2 separate regions of the Capsicum annuum genome follow, and region 1 is linked to region 2. The links are chromatin contacts, called in public Hi-C maps. All regions are on one chromosome and are shown on one strand. The core of a region is the stretch at or near the end of the contact, and the rest is flanking DNA. Distances in the headings are between cores, read along the strand shown. Region 1 overlaps LOC107838845 (long chain base biosynthesis protein 1). Region 2 holds the start of LOC107838895 (calcineurin-binding protein 1).

The links. Hi-C and Micro-C count contacts between places; a contact is called where the count stands out from the background.
Region 1: a contact with region 2 is called in a Hi-C map of leaf, with 4 times the contacts expected there. The contact joins the enhancer-like site here to the promoter of LOC107838895 in region 2. A contact is called at or near these places in 2 of 5 Hi-C or Micro-C datasets (both in leaf).

Annotation. Positions count from the first base shown.
Region 1 is chr8:91,428,422-91,431,696 of UCD10Xv1.1, forward strand. LOC107838845 (long chain base biosynthesis protein 1) reads right to left here. Exons shown (of 13, transcript XM_016682081.2): 11 at 3,089-3,230; 12 at 2,869-2,996; 13 at 2,201-2,760. The coding sequence ends at 2,584. Among protein-coding and RNA genes, the nearest start is that of LOC107838845, 13 kb to the right of the region's middle. Within about 2 kb of position 1,905, at least 1 of the 5 cell types and tissues checked has an H3K27ac peak or open chromatin away from gene starts, as enhancers often do. A contact at or near this core is called in leaf, where this site is marked.
Region 2 is chr8:91,324,666-91,328,071 of UCD10Xv1.1, forward strand. It overlaps LOC107838895 (calcineurin-binding protein 1), which reads right to left and starts at 1,296. Exons shown (of 19, transcript XM_016682141.2): 1 at 1,135-1,296; 2 at 972-1,046; 3 at 303-422; 4 at 145-185. The coding sequence starts at 1,137.

The DNA of each region.
Region 1 (3,275 bases), core at 655-3,154, 100 kb after region 2:
TCCACTTTATTTTTTCTCTTCTACTTCTCTTCTCCCTTTTTTCCTTTTCATATTTTTCTTTTTCGTTTTCCTATTTTTTCCTTTCTCATATTTTTTTTCGTTTTCTTCTTTTTTTTCCTTTTTTTTTTTTCGCTTTTGCTTTTACACTTCTATTTCTAGTTTCTATTCCTCTTTCTTTTTTTTTTTCCCTTTTCACCTTTTTTTTTTCAGTTTTTTATTTTTCGTTTGTCTTTTTTTTCAGTTTTTTACTCTTCTATTTCTATTTTTTATTTTTAAAAGACAAATATCTATATCACATATATATATTCAAAAAATATACAAAATAAATAGACATATAGATCTGCATATTTATTTACGGTAAAAAACATACATATATATCTGCATATGTATTTATAGAAAGACATATCTGACTCGCATGTATATATAAACATATAGGATATGTATCATGTATTTTTTGATTACTTATATGTATATATATATATAGTTATCCTTTTTATTATAGAGATTTTGTGTCTTATATGTTTATATATACTTATGAGTGAGATATATATTTTTGTAAATACATATGTATATTTTATACTGTAAATACATATCCAGATCTGTATGGCTATATATTTTATATATTTTTTGAATATGTGTATGTGATATACATATTTGTCTTTTCAAAATAAAAGTTAGAGATAAAAGAGTAAAAAAACGAAAATAATAAAAATAGAAAAAGAAAAAAACAAAAAAAAAGAAGTGAAAAAAAAATTGAGTTTGAGCAGCTTGAAAAATCGATTTTGATCACTATATTGTTTGATCAGTTCAATTTACTGTTGCATTACTTTTTTTTTTTTGAAATTCGTTTATAAAATATTCAAAAACAATTTAATGAAATAAATTGTTAAATTGTACAACGTAACGGAAAATTGATTTTGATCACTCTGACGAAAAATCGTTAATGGCTCAAAATATTCAAAAATAATTTAACGAAAAATCGATTTTGATCACTATATTTGAATGAAACATCAGTAATGACTCAAAAAAATTTGAAAGAAATAACAGTAATGGTTCAAAAAAAAAGTTAGAACGAAATTTTTTTATCAATTTCAAACAACTGATGAAATTCATATAAGAAAACAATATTACGATTAAATACCTTCAACAAAAGTAATGGTTTAATTTGAATTTTCGAAGATATTGAACAGAAGAAGTTTCAGTTGAATTTGATATTGATTTTTTGGGGGATGAAAATGATAATGTGAAACTGAAATTTGAATTGTGATTTCAGTTGGTAACAAATAACGAAAACCATGTTAATTAAGAGGTTTTAATCAAAAAGGAATCTCCACATTTAATTTATGGCTAATTATATCATATTTAACTCAACTGATTTGAGTTAAATATAGGCAGTAAAACGATTTGTATATGTATTTTTATAACAACAGTTTGTTCAAATACAAAATACAAGTTGCTAGTTTAAGTAATTATGAAAGTGTTGCTATGAATCTCATAATTATGGTCTTAAGTATGCTATTTATGAATTTTAACCCAAAAAAATATTTCAAAAATAGGGGTGACAATAACTTTTTAAAATTTATAAATTGACCCATGACCCACAAATTCTCTCCAAACACAAAAAAATAAATCCAAAAACAAAATAGTCTCTCTTTTTTCAATTGAGTTTTTAAAATATCTCCTATCAAATCTTCTCATGTTGCACATTACTTTTTCCTTCATTGAAGAAACTATAAAAATAGCTAGAAATGAATCGCACATAGATAAAAATAGCCATACATAATGTGAGTCGATATTTGCTTGAACAAATTAGTTTTGAATTATTGAAAGTTTTGTTGGAAATAATCTTCAATAAGAAACTAGTTATTTTTTTCAGAAAATCCTCCATCGTTTTCATTTTTCACAAGAAAAAAGAAGAAGAAAAACTTGAGTTTGCAAAATCAATTTTGTAAAAACTCAAACAAACGGTGTTATGCCTCTTTTTTCCGCTGTCTGCTTGAGGTCACAATTCACAGCCTAAAAAGTTTTACGTGTCATATCATGAAAAAAAAAAAGTGAGTTATCTTATATCACAATATTCTTTTAGATTGAAAAGGATAATAGACAATATTTCGTTTTGTTTTTGAGGACTTGATCCAGAAAATACAAAACGCAATATGTACCAGATGCACAAGAAGTTGTACTCACTTGGTCTTGTACATAGAATCACAAACACCACTTTCTATATCTTCAACTCAACAAAAATCAATTCATAATTCTTACTCCAACAAAGTAGAGACAAATACTGTCTATACATTCAAATATTCAACTACTACTAACCACCTTGCACTTTCTCTTCTTCTTTCCATTATAAACAAATTATGAAATAGGTCATGAAAGCAAAATCTTGGACAAAAGAATTTCTATAGTAGTGAATCAACAACTGTGATCGTGCAATCTCAACAATATTTAGATCCTTCGATAGCTTTAATGTGGAAAATTGAAAGACCAGCAAGGGCAAAACAAATGCAATATATACAGACATTGATGAAGGACGGATTCTTTGACGCTGGCCTCTTCGACGAGCAAATCAGTAAATCTTTATCAATCCTGAACTGGCAATAGTGATGCTGCTGCTCGTTTCAAGGATTTGCTCGCTTTCGCCAGATCAGATTCTGAATGAGCTGCTGAGACAAATAATCTAATTCCAACAGGAAGCTTACATTTATCAAGAGTTGATCTCTTTGAAGTCACAATAAAGACAGAATCTTCCTTCAAGACCTACAGAGTATTAAGTTGTTGCACAAAAACAAACTCGTGAGGTAACTCTAGCTGATGAGTTCAAAACTATATATGGCAAAGTAACGAGCATTAAGCTGACTTACTTACATGATCAGCTATATCTTCAAGCACTTGTAAATCACCCATTGAAGAACCAGTGGTCTTCTTTAATGTAAGGAATATAATGGGGGAGAGCAGATCATTGACTATTTCTAAGCCTTTTATATCCGATAGACCTGCAGTTACACAAAAAAATATGTTTCTTCAGGCTCGCATAACGGGGATAAGGGAGTTAAAAAAAAGAAGATAATTGGTATGGGACAAAGACCTTTAGTCAGCATAGCAATATTTTGCCTCAGTTTGACAAGAAGTTCAGTTTTTTCTTCCACAATATCAATAGCCTTAATTGCAGCACTAGCTAAGTAAGGAGGCAGTGAAGCAGAGAAGACATAACCAGAACTACTGAGACGCTGCCAATGCAGGCAAAATAAATCATTAACAAAAGATGGGTGGAA
Region 2 (3,406 bases), core at 46-2,545:
TCTAAAGCCAGCAAGAAGAGATGGTAGTTCATTAGCTACTCTAGATTACTAGAGAAGTAGTAGCCAGGAACAAGCAAGTACGAGAAGAAATTACAACAAAATCAGAACCAGAAGTTCGAGCAAGAAGTTAGGCCTCAATCACACCTGAGCTGCAAAAGATGACCATCACTAGAATTACTATCCACCTATAATGAAAATACAAAAATAAGAAGAAGAAGAAGAAGAAGAAGAAGAACAAAAATAACCATTAGTAAGGACGTGGCAGAAAAGATGGTGATTCCAAGGTAACTATCAGCATGTACCTGTGAATTTGCAACCAGAGGATCCTTTAATACAGACTCCAAAAGCTCACGAGCCTTTTTGTAGTCTTTAGCATCCAGTTTCAAAAGTCCTTCATGGTAAGTTTGTGATAAATGAAATTCCTGCAAAACCCAAATCACAAATCCATAGTAAAAAGAGAGAAATCAAAATAGTTCCTCCCTGCTTTCTCTTCATCAAAGTAAAACAATAAAACTTGTAGAAAAGTATCATCCATATAAGAAACAAGTTATCACAATATTGCACGCAGAGTATAGAATCGCCAACTATTAAGGAAGAGGGAAAAGAAAAAAAGAGAGATAATTGCACGCAAGGGTGTGAAAATGAAGTGGGTCGAGCACCATGAGGTCTCAAGTCTCAGGTTCAAATCCAGCGGAGACAAAACAATAGATGATTTCTTCCCATTTGTTCTAGACTTGGTGGATAGAGTTACCGAGTTTGATGCTGGTGGGCAATGGTAGGTATCCCGTAGAATTAGTGGAGATGAAATGTATTATAATGCTTAAAAGCAACTACCTTTCTCAAATTTTAAATGCTTTATAGAGGAATATATAATCAATTAAACATTCAGTGGGAAAAAGGACTTTTTTTTGTTTTTATTAGGGTACTGAAAGCAAGAACAAGAACACAACTGCAGAAGTTTGTTTGTATACCTGGGCTTCTTTGGTAGGGGCTAAAGGTTCCCATTGGCTTATTGATTCTGTATCGTTGATGGCCGCAATCGAAAACTGAAACCCAAAAGCAAACAAACAGTTGAAAAATGATCAATAGATATACAGCGACCAGTTAATTTTGTTTGAATTGTTCATAGCTTACCATTATCGCAACAACTATGAGCCCGGTTGAACTCTACTCATGGATTTTTGCCATTCAAGAGTCCCGAGAAAATTGAAGGAGAGAAAATTTGGCTAACAGCCTTTTTCAATGATCAAAATGGTGTACTTTTATTTTGAGAAAAATGAATCCAAAGACCTCCAAGTTTTCAATTAAAACAAGAAGTGGATCCCACAACTTGTCCCCTTTGAAAATGTTAAGTCTCTTGAAAAACTGTATTAGTTCTCTCAACAACTTCTGTATTAGTTCTCTCAACAACTTTACAGTTGTTGAACAATTTCTCCCAATTATCGAACAACTTTATTTAGTTATTGAATAATTTAGCACGGTTATCGAACAATTTTAATACTTTTGAACAATTAGGAGAAGTTAGTGGAACGAAAAAAACTCAAAAAAAAATTGTCTCTCCCACCTAATTTTAAAAACTTGAAGGACCCTCACTTAATTGGACAACTTGTTTGTCCCTTTTAATCCAAAGACCCTTTTATTTTTTCATTTTAAAATAAAATAAAAAAATAACTTTAAAAAAAATGGTATAAAATAAAGTCAAAATATCAAATTTAAGGAAATAAGAGAACCTTAATAGTGCATTTGTTATTACTTTGATGTCTCAATAAAATGTACAAATGGTGGCTATTTATAGACACCAAACTTAGTTTCTAAGCTTGTCAAACTTGATTTCAAGTTGGCCAACTATTTTAGGTTTTCAAATCCAAATTTAACAAGGAATGTTTTGGTCTTCAAATCCAACTTGACTACTATCTCTAATATTTCAAACATATACATGTTACATGATATCATCCATATAATATAACACTCCTTCTTGGATGTCAATTAAGAGATAATATGTCTCGTTAAAATCTTACTAAGAAAACTCAATGGGAAAAAGCCCAAAGAAGGAAAAAAGAATACACACATCTTGTAATATTCCTTTAGTGTTGCCTCATTAAAAACCTTACCAAGAAAATCCGATTGGGACAAAACCTTGGTTAAGAAAAAAAAGAGTACAACGCGTATTTTACTCCCTTGATGGGAACTTCAGTTTAATGACTTGAATCTTTGCATCCCGATCTTGTACATTATCTTCTTGAAAGTTATAGTTGAAAGAGACTTGATGAATAAATCAGTTATATTGTTACTCGAACGAATCTGTTGAACATTAATATTATCATTCTTTTGTAGCTCGTATGTATAGAAAAACCTTGATGAAGTGTGCTTCATTCTATCTCCTTTTAATAAATCCTCCTTGAAGATATGTTATGCATGTTGCATTATCTTCGTATAAACTTATGGGTACATTGTCACATTTCAAACAATATTTTTCTCGAATGAGATGTATCGTGGACCTCAACCAAACATATTCTCAGCTTACTTCATGAATAACTATTAGCTCGGCATGATTTGATGAAGTGCTAGATAGACCGCTTGTATATCTCTAAGATATGGTAGTAACCTCACATGTCAACACATTGCATGTTTGAGATAGCATGATCAACAAGATCAGGACTGCAATCTTTAGAATAAAATAAGATCATGTGTTTGATCCCATTTCGATGTCTCCTAGTAGGAGCGAAATTATACCTTGCTAACAAATTAACTGAAAAGGGCAATATCGGCCTTGTAGTATTTGCAAGATACATTAGTACATCAATTGCACTAAGATATTGTACTGCATAACCAATTCAATTCAGTGTATTTCTCATGTCAGCAAATTATCTACTGCTTTTGAAAACTCTCCAAGAGTTTCAATAATTTTCAAGTTATAGATTTATGCCATATAAGGATTATAGATAAGTTTCCCAGAAACTTTTATATTTTCAAACATTTTGAATTCTTGAACAAGTTTTCATGTAAATTTTGTCAAGTGACAATATTCAACATTTCATCTATGACATTTTCAAGTGTCTGGACTGCAAATCAAATAAGTGTTATACTTATCAAGATGCATCATTTCATGTCACTTGATAAATGTTTCTACGTCAGCATGCTTAAATTAATGTAGAATTCGGATCCTCATAATCTTTTACAATATTGCGCTAATATTGTATCAAAGATATCTTTGACATTTCTCATTTTGTATCGGTTCACAATGCGTCATAACATTTTGAGATTTCATCACTTCATTATTTTCAGGTACCTAAATCTCTCATAAGGTTTCATGAGTGTTATGTCATAGGCTCTTCAAGAGCACATTGCCTTCTTATTATGATTATTCGCTCCTTATTATTTTCAAGAATTATTTCTTTTGTAACCG